Linked DNA regions of Urocitellus parryii: region 2 is linked to region 1. A link is a contact called in public Hi-C data. All regions are on one chromosome and are shown on one strand. The core of a region is the stretch at or near the end of the contact, and the rest is flanking DNA. Distances in the headings are between cores, read along the strand shown. Region 1 holds the start of Naa16 (N-alpha-acetyltransferase 16, NatA auxiliary subunit). Region 2 holds the start of Sugt1 (SGT1 assembly cochaperone of MIS12 kinetochore complex).

What was found. A called contact is a pair of places that touch in the nucleus more often than the background predicts.
Region 2: a Hi-C map of muscle shows a contact between it and region 1, with 4 times the contacts expected there. The contact joins the promoter of Sugt1 here to the promoter of Naa16 in region 1. A contact is called at or near these places in 2 of 2 Hi-C or Micro-C datasets (liver and muscle).

What each region holds. Positions count from the first base shown.
Region 1 is chr2:46,830,713-46,837,648 of mUroPar1.hap1, reverse strand. It overlaps Naa16 (N-alpha-acetyltransferase 16, NatA auxiliary subunit), which reads left to right and starts at 2,457. Exons shown (of 19, transcript XM_026399576.2): 1 at 2,457-2,752. The coding sequence starts at 2,699. Mtrf1 (mitochondrial translation release factor 1) reads right to left here and starts at 2,733. Exons shown (of 10, transcript XM_077795207.1): 1 at 2,653-2,733.
Region 2 is chr2:47,064,751-47,071,686 of mUroPar1.hap1, reverse strand. It overlaps Sugt1 (SGT1 assembly cochaperone of MIS12 kinetochore complex), which reads right to left and starts at 2,842. Exons shown (of 13, transcript XM_026399577.2): 1 at 2,570-2,842; 2 at 2,424-2,481. The coding sequence starts at 2,607. It overlaps Elf1 (E74 like ETS transcription factor 1), which reads right to left. Exons shown (of 9, transcript XM_077795208.1): 9 at 6,021-6,936.

The DNA.
Region 1 (6,936 bases), core at 1,208-3,707:
TAGAAACTATTGCAGCTATAATTTAATGCTGATTCGAAATGCTGATTTGAATTGAGGTACACCTTGTCTGAAATACCAGGAACAAACAATTGGTGGAAGTCCATGATACCTTCAAAGGGGTTTTAGCTTTCTTTTTGAGAAACATCGAATTCATATTTACACAGCATTTTAAAAAAATCATAAGCTTTGAATGACTAAGCATTAAATTCATATAACCTTGTTGTGAAAGAGATTATAATGTTATAACTCCATTTTCTGTTGAAAGGTGGAAATAAGATTTTTCTCCATTGGGGCTGGGGATGTGGCTCAAGCGGTAGCGCGCTCGCCTGGCATGCATGCGGCCTGGGTTCGATCCTCAGCACCACATACCAACAAAGATGTTGTGTCTGCCGAGAACTAAAAAAGAAATATTAAAAATTCTCTCTCTCTCTCTCTCTCTCTCAAAAAAAAAAAAAGATTTTTCTCCAGAGTAAACAGGAAGTCAGTAATAAAATTACAGCAACTGGTTAATCTAGGCCTTCTGATTGTGGATACATTACATCTTTTATATACTCTAAGGTTTGGGGCTCACAACTACCAGCAGCACAACTGGTGTTTTATTTTTCATTATCTGACCGCCCTCCTTACCCTCGCTCTATATAAGCTACCAAGGTATGCATGCATAGTGTGTGAAAGTGAGGAAAATATTCAATATGAATAATTTATAATTACTCACTTCCCAGTGTTTAGGATTGTAGGTTTCTTTTGTGCTACTGTGCTTCCCTGGAAGATGTGGAGACGGGATGTTGGGGATCCATCATGGGAAATGGGAGAAGTTGGTAGTGGTGGAAGGCAGCAAAGTACAAATAATGAACCAGCATGAGCTGGCCAATTTAGAGAAGAGGAAGAGTCACAGTGAATAAGGGTGAAGATTTGGCAGGTACCACAGTAAATGGAAACAATGATTTGTAGTGAGTAAGGCTGGATGAAGCCCACAGAAAATTTTCATAACAGATAAATATTCCTTGTCTCTAAGATATTTACAGTTAGTACTATGCTTTTCTCCATTTTGTTTTAAAATTTTTGTTGTCATTTTGAAACTGGCCTTGAGGAAAGGCACAGTGGCTTTGAGCTGGCTGATGTATATTATAGAAAAATGTCCTATAAGTTCTGGGGATGACGTGACTAGAGCACTGGAGCTTTAGCTTGTCTCAGTTTTAACCCTTTATTAATAATTAGATTATTACAGAGGATGTAGATAAATTGAGAGCCAGAGAATTTTCAGAAATTAACAATGCCACAGTGATAGGTACTGTGGGTAGGTACTGTGGAAGTGGTTGGGTTTGAGGATACTGTGAGCAAGGACTTCTTTGTATTTGCTGGCTGTTAGGCAGTCCTCAGGTACAACTCAGTCATATTCCCTAAAAGTCCTTCTTGACTTCTTCCTCTCTAATAGCTGGAGTGCCTATTTTCAGTAGAGAAGAATAGGCCTTCTGGATTCTACTTTTTATAATAGTCTCTTCCCTATTTTAAAAGACTCCTATGATGCCTACTTTCTCCCATTTCCAACCAACTCAGTGGAGAGAGAAGAAAAATCAAATACCAGCTCAGCACTCATTACGACCTATTAAATGCAATTAAGCATCAATCACTCTACTCTATAGTTTCATAAATATGCACAAGTTACCATCCAAGATATGTATTTATGTATTTAATATTTAGATATGCCTTAATACTAAAGTAACGTTGTAGATGCAGTTATTCGTGTTACAAATGTATATCTGTATTTGTCTAGACACAAACATTACTATCATTATGCTCTTTTATTTATTGTAGAAAGTATCCCTGAATTCGAAGATCCTGAGTTTGAATCCTGTTTCTATTATTATAATTATGTTAATGGCTTGTAAGAAGGGAACCCAGGGAAAAGAAGAGGTAGATCTGGAAGATTCATGGCCCCATAAAACCATCATTATTCCCACTGAAAACTGTAGGTGCTCTAAATGGTTGGGAATATTTTTCTGAAGTTTCTTTCACATCAAGTTGCTCACTTCAAGGCCTGCCCATGTGTCCTCACATAGGCGTGACCATTTTCTAGATCTGCACTGAAAAGGCCCCTCTTAAGAGTCTAAATAGCGCGGGGAAGGGAAGGAAAACAAATTTGTCCTACATGCAGGTTCTATTATGTGAAGAGCACGGTTTAAGTTGCTGAGAGAGAAGAAATGTAAAAATATCTGACTCGGGAATAGCCTACGTTATCTTGGGCCAGAAGCGCAATTCAAGCCAGTGTTTTAGGGTTTATGCTGAATGATAAGCCCTAGGCACTCAGTTCTGGTGACAGCAGCCTTACGCCAATCAGCCCCAGTCCTTTGCCCTCTCGCCCCCGCCTCCCTGAGCGCTTCGGGGATGCTGCGGTCTGCGCGTGCGCCCAGCCCCCGGCGTCCCTGCCCGCTTCAGCTCCAGGGGGGCGGGCCCTGGCTGCCATCTTGCAGCGCGCGGGAGCGCTCGCCAGAAACTGTGGCCAGAGTTAGCAAAAGCGTGTCCTGCATAGATTCTTTCCTTTGCCAGTCTGCCAAGCAGCCCCGCCCTGGCTGCCCAGCCCCGAGTCTAGGCTAATGCAGTAACCCGTCTCTTGCGGCCCTACTCAGAGCAGCGACTAGTTCTAGTGCCTACCCCTGGGAAAAGAGACGCCGGACAGCCAGTCTCACCGCCGGCCGCGATGCCAAACGTGCAGCTGCCGCCTAAGGAGAGCAACCTCTTCAAACGCATTTTGGTGAGCGGCCAGAGGGCCCAAGGGCTCCTGCGGTGGGCGGGCAGTGGCGGCGGTGGTGCCGGCCCGGCTCGGTCTCCGCTGCGCTCTTTGTTTACCTCAGAACCCTCGGAGCCCGACTTCCCCGCCCCGCGGCCGACGAGGCCGCCAGGGCCGCTCCGCGCTCCGGCCCTCCTTCTGCAGCGGTGCGGCTCTCCTCGCCTCGCCCCTGCCGCGCGCTTTCCAGAAACTTCTCGCAGTCCGGGGACAGCGTGGGTCCCCGGGTCCTCTGCAGCGCCTGGATCCTCCCCTGTTTGTTTCCCTGGTCTCCCCCCCTCCCGGGATTGTTCCTGGGTGCTTAGTATTTACTGGATGACACTGCACCCCAATACCTGTCAAAGTGGGAGCGGTCAGCTGGTGGGTGGGGACCCTGATTGATTAAGGTTATGGGAAAATTAAGCCCAACTCCCTTTGGGAGAGTGTTTTCTTGTTTGTAATGTACTGTACTTACCCCTGTTGAGAAGTGAATAGGTGACTCGAACTGCACTTTTAAGTTGTCAGAAACTGGAACAGCTGTTTGCTTTTAACTCGTAAAACCAACTGGTTTTGCACTTGGGAGCATTTATTTTTGTTTCCGAGCAGAAACTTGAACAATGACTCGATAATGACACCGCTGCTAAGTCGACAAGGGGTTTTCCTTGGGCTGTGTGCCCGCGTCCCTGGGCCCTTCACAGTTTTGCAGGTTGCGTCCTTACAGGGAGGAGGGGAGCCTTTGCTTTTCTCAATAGACCCTGGAGACTCAGTACCTGAAACTAATGTTGTTAATTGATAGCTGTCTTTCGTAGTCTTGTCTTTTTATCTGAAATCAAGTTGTGTAGTTGCAGAACAAGCGTTTAGATTCTAAGGGTGAATATGTATTGAAAGCATGTGTTGGCTAAATAGCGGTTAGCTGTTGCTTGACTTGACTATAAATAAAATACTAATTATAGAATATTTCCACATATTATCACCAACTGATAAAAATTCATAGATATTCAAAGCCAATAAAAACAACAGTCTTTAAAATGTTAAGAATGATATATAATAGATGGGAAGAAAATTTTAAATCTTAATTGTATATGAGCTTAGTGTTGAGCAAACCAGAGACAAGTGTAAAAACATAAAAATACTAATGATTAAAGCATGACTGATTGCTTCATTGGGCTTCGTATGTTTATTACTTTTGTTTTTCTTATACCCTTCTATTTTATGCATTGTGAAATTGGAGGAATGAATTTCTTTGCCCCTTCAGGTTTTAAAAATTTTTTGTCCAGGAGATCTGAAGCATTAATAAGAGATCATCTTGGATTTAAGGCCATTTGGCATTGTTTCTAAAAGAGGATATTTCTTTTCTCTCTGTATAAGTATTTTCTAGTTCAAATCATGTATCAGCATACAGAAGAAAACATTTCCATGAGTTATTACACTTAGGTTACAAAAAGATAATGATGCTACTGAAGTAACTTTATCCCCAATAAATTGGGAAATGTTGGGGAAAACATTTTCTTAACTGGGCATACAAAATGTTTACTATAAAGTTGCATGAATTGGGGAGGTCGCTGAAAAGTGAATGATTTTATCATTGCAATTGCAATAAATGTGGGTAAAATTTTGCTACAACAAATTCCATGGCAAACAAAAATTCCTATTAAGAAATTATTTTTAAGTTTTGTTAATGTAAGCACTAACCAAAGTGCTTTGCCACCAACAGTAATTTTTTTCTATTAATTATCACTATACTTAAACACGTTCATATAAATTACTCAAATGGCTTATTACATACTCTCTTTGGCTTATATCTGTCTTATTCCCTAGACTGGCTGTCAGCATTGCATTGTATTAACTTTGGAGCTATTTCATGCTTTCTTTTATGATAAGACAAATCAAACTCAGGAATGGTAAATGACCAAGTGTCTAAGGTTCTGAGTCAGGTTAATAATAAAGTTGGACCCAGAATCTGTCTTTTTTTTTCTTCTATTAAGTGTGCAATAAATAGTTCCTTATTGAACTTAGACTCCTTTACTAGAATACTTGGACTCCAGAGCCAAACTACCTGTATAAGAATTGTGGTTCTGACCCTAGCTTGGTAAGCTCAATAACTATCTCAGATTCTTCATCTAAAATGGAGTATCAGGAACTTAAATAAAGATTAATTGAGAACTGTGCCTGACACACAGTAAATGTTTCCAGTAAAAGTGTTACTTAACACTTGGTAAGTCAGAAAAAAATATATTTTTCTTTCCTTCTTCCCCAGTGGTTCCTTCTGTGTTTCTTGTCATTTGTCAGGTGAACTCCAAGTCCAACTCAGATTGTTTTTCTACAGTATTTTTAGAATAAGTAATATATTCACATGGTTGAAAATTTAGGTTTCTTTACTATCATTGTATTACAGATATTTAGTTTCCTTCCTCAGAGGCAATCAAACGCAATTTAAACATTCTTTTCTATGATAACTTTTAAAATTCACCCTACATTGAACCACTGTTGCAATGATTTAACCATGTCCTTATCTTTTGTATTTTTTAATGTGTGTTTGGGTCTTGGTTTCATTCTTGAAATAGCAAAGACTTTTAATGGAGTGTTCTAATATTTTTCTGTTATCACACATGTTTTGCTTTTGAATTTTCAATTAAATTCTGTGGCAGTGTTGGTTGATAAGTTTCCTATTTACTAAATGTCTTTTTTCTTTATCTCCTATTAAAGTAAAAATAGTCAGATTCTAGAACAGTTTGGCAAAAGAGTAGGTAACAAAGTACACTTATGTTTTAAGTGATATAAATTGCCATTTTGCTTTGATTTAGGAGGTTGTATTTATTGAGCATTCCAATTTGTCTGGGTCATGAAAGTGCTATGACAAATGTTTTTATGCTAGACAAGACCACTTCTTTCTTCGAACTTAGGCCATAGTGGGAAACAGATAATAAATAGGCAATAAATAAAGAAAAATTTGAAATACTATAGCACTATAAAGAAAAATATATGTAGTGGTGGAAGGATAGGAGGGTAGCAAATTAGCTAGCATGATCATGTCAATGTGTGAGACTTGTATAATAAGAAATCAGCCATGGGAATATCCCAGAAAGAACATTTCAGGGGAAGGAACACAGTGTAGAAGCCTTAAAGTAGGGTTAAGCTCATCATCCTGAGTGATAGAACATCCAGTCTTTCTGAATAGCATAAGTGAGGAAGAGTGAAAGAGATGACATGTTCTCTTGATCAGTGCATTGATCACTTACCCGGAACTGGTAGCATTTAGGAATAAAGATGTTGCTTATGCTTGTATTGGGCTAGTGATGGTCTTTGGAGCTAGACCAGAGTTTTCAGTTAAGTTGAACTACTTATAAACAAGTTTTTGCATTCTCAAGTTTCAGTTTCCACATTTGCAAAGTAGAAGTAATGATACCTACCTTAAGGAATTGTTATAAGAACTAAGATGGCAGAAAGACTAAAGATAAGTGCTGACGAGGATATGGAGAAGAGTAAGTACCCATGGACATCGTTGGTGGGGATGTAAATTAGTACAGCCATCTTGGAAAACAGTATGGAGGCTCCTCACAAAATATCCAAAGGAAATGAAATGGTGTGTCAAAGAGATATTTATCTTCGTATGCTCATTGCAGCCCTGTTAACAACAGCTAGTGGAAACAACCTAAGTGTCCATGAACTAATGAATGGATAAATAAAATGTGGTACATATTCACAATAGAGTATTATTCAGTCATTAAAGAAAAGAACAAAATCCTGACATTTTCAGCAGCATGGGTAGAAGTGGAGATAATCATTAAGTGAAATAAGCCAGGCACAGAAAGACATATTACTTATGTGAATAATATTGAAAAAGTTGATCTCATACAAGTTGAGTATAATGGTAGTTACCAGAGGTCAGTGGGAATTCTGGGGGCAGGGGATGAGGAATGGCTGAACAGTGGATACCAAGTTATAATTAGAGAAGAGCAGGAAATTCTGGTATGCTGCTGTAGAGTAGGTTGACTGTAAATAATAATAATATACTGTGGATTTCAAAAAGCTAGAAGAACGGATTTTCATTCATAAGGAAATGGTAAATGTTTGAGTAGGTAAATGTTTAGCCTAATTTAAGCATTTTGCAATGTATGTAGTATTTAAACATTTGATGGTATCCCATTACTATATATAATCTTTATGTATGA
Region 2 (6,936 bases), core at 1,593-4,092, 230 kb before region 1:
CCACATATAGCCAGTTCTCTGTAGACTTCACCTGAAATGTTCCAGAAACAATCCATATACAATATTCAAAGTTTAAACCATCCCTTCAAACTTATATTAAAACTGTCACTAAGTCTAGTTCATTTTTCATAAAATAATTCCCCTCCAAGCCCTCAATCACCGCCCTAGATTTCAACATTCACCTCTTACAACTTCTCACTATATTTCTGTTATCCACTAATCCCTGTGCCTCCTCCAATCTATTATCTACTTTGCTTTTAGAGCAGGTATAATTCAGGTAATTTCATTTCTTTCAGAATTCTTCAGAGATCTGCATGATTATGGTAAAACTGAAAATCCTCAATGTCTTAAATGCCTGGCCTCTGTATTTGTGTAGCCTTTCTCCCAAAGGACTTGCCTCCTTATGTTGCATGATCTAACACTATTTGCATATTTTTTTCTGTGCCTACTGAACTGCAACTTCCTCTGTACAAACTTGTGTATGTGTTTTTACTTAATTGACAGAACAACTGTATATTTATGGAGTAAGATATGACATTTCAATAAATGTATACAATACATAATGATTAGATCAGGGTAACTGTTATTATCACCTCAGATATATGCCATTTCTTTATATTGGATAAATTCAAAATCCTCTCTACTAGCTATTCTGAAATATACAATTAACTGTTTGTAAACCAGTTACCCTACTGAGCTAGAGGACATCAGAAGTTCTTCCCCTTACCTAACTGCCCCCCCCATACCCACTGTCCATCCTCTCTCCATGTTTTATTCAATCTATCTATTTATTTATTTATTTATGGTGCTGAGGATCCAACCTAGTGCTTCACATGTGCTAGGCAAGCACTCTACCACTGAGCTACAGCCCTGGTCCTCTCTGTTTTTTTAAACCCCACTAGTCAGTCTCTATCCTGCTATGCTCTCATTGTACTTCATACAAAAGCCCATTACAATAGTTATCTTATATTTTAATAATCTGATGACTTGTCTGTCCACAAGACTGTAAAATCCCTCATGGTAGTCTTTTCTTCTTTAGAGTCTTGGCCCCCAGGAGAACATTCAGCACTAATAAATGCTGTTTGGTGACTGAAAGAAAAATGTGAAACAATTTACACTACACAGCCCCTTTCTTCCTTATTCCTGATTGGATGGTCTTGGGTAAAAAATACTCATTTTTTTTTTTGTGGAGCAGGGAAGGGGGCTGGGGAGTGAGCCCAGGGTCTCATATATGCTAGGCAAATGCTCTACCATTAAGTACAGCTCCTGACCAAATATACAGATTTTAACCAATATGATAGCAAGTGACCTGAACCCCAAAATGGCCTGCTAAAGTAGCCCTTGGGGAAACAGACTAATATTCAGCATCAATGTTCTGGACCTACTTATAGTTACCAATTATTTAATAATTTACATTTACCCGTTCGACTTTGTGAGGGCATCTCAAGGTTAAGAAATAACATTTCCTCCTAATATAGCTGGATTTATTTCATGATCACCCTCCTTTTACTCAAAAGTTTCTGATTTCAGGTCTGTGGTGGGTCCCAAGAATATGCATTTCTAACAAGATGATACTGCAGTTGATCTGAAGACCACACTTTTGAGAATGAATGTTCTCTAGCAGTAGACCAAAAGTACAGTGCAGCAAAATTCTTTTAGAAGTCATACTAGGAAAGAAAAAGGTCCTCTTGCCTGGTATTGCTAACCTAACTTATAACTTGAAAGCAAGAAACTCCTGGCTAACATGGTTGTAGCTTAGGCTCTATTTAATTGTTTTTATTGAACTCTTAACACTTTTACATTCCTTTACAACTTCATGGTCTTCCAGAGCGCAAAAACACAAAGTGCTAACTTAGTCCAGTACATAAAGAGAACTGACCCACAACAATCACTCCTTGTACACTGCAACTCGAAAAAAATATTTATCAACAAACGAATTAATACTGAGCCTTACAGGACATCTGGAAAGTTTTAGGGACATATGGGAAAAGGCTTTTGTTCTACTATACTGAGTTCATACAGACGCTTAACACTGAGCCTGTTATGTAAGAATGGCAAGGATGACAGTCAAATGAAATAATATCATCAAGCCCAAATTTCACTTTTTCCTATAGGCAGAAATACCATTTAAAAAAAGAAAAGAAGCTTCTTTGAAACCAACTATGACCCCACGAAATAAATCAGAGAAGGTGTTTTTTCTCAGGAACTGCGGGGATGCAGGATGCAGGAGTCCGGGAGAGAAGAAGAGTAAGAGCAGGGGTCTGGCCCAAAAGGGTCCGTGTGGGGCTGAGAAAAGAAACTGAGGATCTCAATACTGAGGTGGAGACACAGTAAAAACTGTAGCCTCCGTCCCGAAAAGGCAATGCTGGGAAGAGGCGGGGTTAAGCCAGAACAGAGTGGAGGAGAAAGAAATGGTCTCTCACCTCTAACGCCGCCTGGGGATCCTCTTCGATCAAAGCATCTGAAAAGCACTGGAAAAACCTGCCGGGAAAACAACGACTTCAGCAGAGCTCGCTAACCAAAGGGGGGGCGTTTAAAATAAACAACAAAAGGAAAGGAAAACACGCACCGCTGAGCTGTTGCAGGTTCTGCTGCGGCCGCCGCCATCCCTAACAGCCACTGTCGCTACCGGGGGAGCTGGTACTACCGCAGTTACCAGGACCGCCGCCGCCCACGGGGGAAACTTCTGGAGAAACACCAACCGAGCTTCCGTCCTAACTAGCCAACGAGCAGGCACGCAGCGTGCGGCTGGGGGAGGGGAGGCGACCAGCAGGCGCAGAGCCAGCTGGGAAAGTGGAGGACCGGTTGTCGCCGCCGTGTTTGGGGTCCCGTGACAGGCTCTGACAGTCCCTCCCCTCTCCCTGGAAGCCATGGTTACGGAAGCCGCCAGCACACTCATTTGCCCTTTCTTCCTCCATGTTCGCCCAAACCCCGCCAGCACTCTAAGAGAGCCTTCCGGAATAGTCTTTCAGAAGCACTTTTGTAACGCACTGTAATCCCTCATGAACTCTTGGCGATTGGAGCGTATGCCTGTCTGTTAATAACACAAACTGCACTGACATTTTTCACTGAAGTTCTCATCATGGTTACCGCAGAAGCCCAACCTCTCGTGAGCCGTGACGTCATTCGTGACTGCGAGTGTTTTTCCGGGAGCAGAGTCCCGGATGGCGCGTGGATTCTCGCGATCTTTTCGCTGAGTACTCGCCGAGTCCCTACTCACCGGAAGTTGTTTTGGTCCTAGAGAGGTGACCGAGGAAAACTTTGTTTTCTTCCCGGGCGTGTGTGTCCATCAGTCTGTGGCCCAACCTTTCTTCCTAGTCGGCTTCGCAGACCAAGAACAATCTTTTCAATCCGAAAGCACCCAAGGGAGGAAAGTTTCCTAACATTGTCTCATTGCTGCTTTATTTTCCAACCCAGTTGGCCAAGCAAGCCCTCTTCCACCGTTCTCTGGCCCAAGTAGATCTAACTAGGAAGCTTCCAGCAAGTTTCACAGGACGGGGTTAGAATGGGGAACTGGAGGGAGAGTGAGAGGCACTGTAGAATTAAGTAATTTGAGTGTCTGGTACATCCATAGTCCACACTAAACTCCGAGTCTCAAAGATGTTAATGCCCTCAAGAAGTTTAAATCCGTTTTGTTCTAAGCGACAGAATGAAAGAAGTGATAACAAGGCGCACTTAAAGACTACAAAGTTAACTTCCTCAAAGACTAACTTTGATACCTGAGCTCGTCCTTGAAAGATGAGAGTTGATGAAAGGAGGGAAAAGGCAATTAATTCGGACAAAAACAATGTGTTTGAAAACATAATCGCTAAAATTTGAATTTAAATTCAGTCAGAGAAACTAGAGCTAGATCATAATGGGCAAGGTGTGGTGTGCCAAGAAGCATGGGTGTTTTTTAAATCTGCAGAGTCATCAATAGATTTGCATTTTTTAGGTAAATTTTTGTACTGTGAATGAATGATTAAAGGGACAAGGAAAATAGTTGCTGGGAAATAACTCTTAATATAGGTCAAAGAAATGATTTCTAACCCACCCTAGAGTAGGAGAGGGAAAGTATGAGTTCAGATAATCTTGAGATAAAACTGCCAGGACTTGCCAGGCACAGATGGTGGAGCAAGCCTGTAATCCAGCCAGTTTGGGAGGCTGAAGCAGGGGGATTGCGAGTTCAAAGCCAGTTTCAGCAAAAGCCAGCCCTAAGCAACTCTGTCTCTAAGTAAAACACAAAATATGGCTAGGGATGTGACTCAGTGGCGAATGCCCTCAAGTTCAATTCCTTGTAAGCCCCCCCCCCCACACACACACACACACAAACACAAAAAGAAAAAGATATGAATTGAAAGGGAAACAAGTTTTTGGTTTGGGTAATTGGTGAAAGATTATACCAGTAGCTAAATTATAAAACTGAAATGAAGCAGATTTGTACAGAGGTGAAGAGTATTCATTTGGATATAAAATTTTGGAGTTCACAGCATACACTAAGAAATGAAGACCATAATGATGAGACCTTTTGAAATCTTTTACATAACCATTTTTTTGAAGTTTTCTTACTGGTTTATAGTAGTTCATATGGTTTAGAATGGAGTCATTTATTCGATACATCTATTGCAGATATATTCTCAGTTGTCTTTCATCCTCTTAATTGTAAAAATGTAATCCAGCTTGTATGTTCAGTGCCTTTTTGTGTCTCATTTAAATATTTCCCTACACCAAACCTGTGAAAATACTTTGTTCTAGATGCTTTTACTTTTCATGTTTACTATCTGCCTTGAATTGTTAAAGGTATGAGGTTAGGGGTTAAAGTTCATTTTCTCTCCCATAGGAATATCCAATTGATCCAGACACATTTATTGAAGTTTTTCATTTCTCCTTATTTAAATTCTATAGCACCCTTTGTTGTCATATGTAATGTTGAAGCCACCATCTTGGAATCGGAGTTCTAAAACCTGCCAGTACCTTAATATTGAAATTCACATTCTCCAAAAATAAATTTATGTTTATTATAAATTATATAGTCTTAGGTATTTGTTTTAACGACATAAGTAAACGACATAAATCACTTATATTGTGATTTATGCAGTGAAAAACTGCAATACTAGTCTGGTTAAAAAGATTTTATTGGCCTGGATTATAGTATATTAATATTATATACTCTTAAAAATCATTTTAGAATAATTAGAATGAGAAAATAAGTGAAAGTTACTGCTGGGTATAGGTATTGAATTACAATTTTATTTATATTTTTCTTAATGTTTTCCAAGTTTAGCAATTAAGTTTCTAATTAAAAAACTTGTTTTGGGCTGGGGATATAGCTCAGCTGGTAGAGTGCTTACCTTGCATGTACAAGGCCCTGGGTTCAATCCCCAGCACCACACACACACACAAAAACTTGTTTTTTACAAGTGTGTTTAATATTGTTGAGAATATTTTATTTTACCCGATTCTTGGAGCTTGGGTCCTATGGTTTGAATGTCTGTAACTGTTAAGAGGTAGGACCTTTAAGATTATCATCACCAGAGTAGATCTGTTATAAAAGCAGCCCCCTTTTCTGCTGTCATGAATGACTCAAGAAATGCCAGTATCATACTTCCTGGTCTCCAGAACTGTGACAAGGATCCCACCACCTCCACCCCACCCCACCCACCCCATTATGGGGATTGAACACAAGGGCCCTCTACATCCCCAGCTCCAACCCTCAATCCATTTAAAAAAAAATATTTGACAGTTGCCAAGACTGATCCTTCTGCCCCAGTCTCTGAAATTTCTTAAATTTCCACTGCACCCACCTGAGAAATAAATTTGTATATATATATAATCATTTAGTAGTAACACTGTAAATACTAGCCAACAATCTCTGTACACTTGTTAAGAAATTTTTGCCCAAAAACAAATAGAGAATTTCACGATTTATTTAATAAACCAATTAAAGATACAAAAAATGTTTAGAGGATTCCAAAATTTAAATTTTCATTTAAATACAAATTCAGTTTATAATATGAAAACATATAACATTAGACCTCTAAACATGATTTTTTTCATCTACAAAATTTTTACTAGAAAAGTTTGCAGAAAACAATTTTTATTGTGACACTAAATGTACATTATTTACAGTTGAAAAATCTAAAAACTATTTCATTTCAGAAACTTGGATATATGTGTATGCAATTCCCTTCCCCTCTCCACCCCCAGTAAAAAATAATCCAAAATATAAAGCTATTATGCTTTTATAACAAATGACTACTCAAGCCAGATTAGCCCAAGACTCAAGTTGTTTTCTTGGTCTTTAAGAATGTGCTTTGACTTTCTTAGAATAGCAGTATACCATTTAACACTCAGCAACAAAAGTTTACTATAATGGACCACAGTACACAGTGATCTAAAGAATTAATGAAAAAAAAATTAGGATGAATTTATGGCAGATTTTATCGATAATAGAGTGAATTTTGTACGGATCACTTATTTTTCTATAATATTTAAGCTATATTGCTTTAGGAAATAACTTGATAATGTTTTAATTGATAATTTTAAAATACAGGTGTTAGAATAAAAATTTAAAACTAGAAGGGAAACTAGAGATCATTTACTCCTATGCGTCCCTTATGAGAACTGAGGCCCAAAAAGAATCAAGTGGTTTGCATTGTCCAAGTTTACACAGCTAACTAGGGGGAGAACCACTCTTAGGATGATATTTTATACTACTCTGCTGAAACAAGTTGAGCCATATCATGGGCATATTTCAATTTTTAATGTTACTTTTTTATAGTTTGTTATACAGTACAACCAACTAAAGTCAATCTAAGAGACATAATTTTAACAAAGAATAAAATAAATTGCTTGCATTTTAGAGTCAAGACTTAACTTATACAAGTGGAATGAAAATGCTTCCTATATAAATTTCCTGTTGCCTTACATTTAAGTAATGTATTTACAAAAGAATCA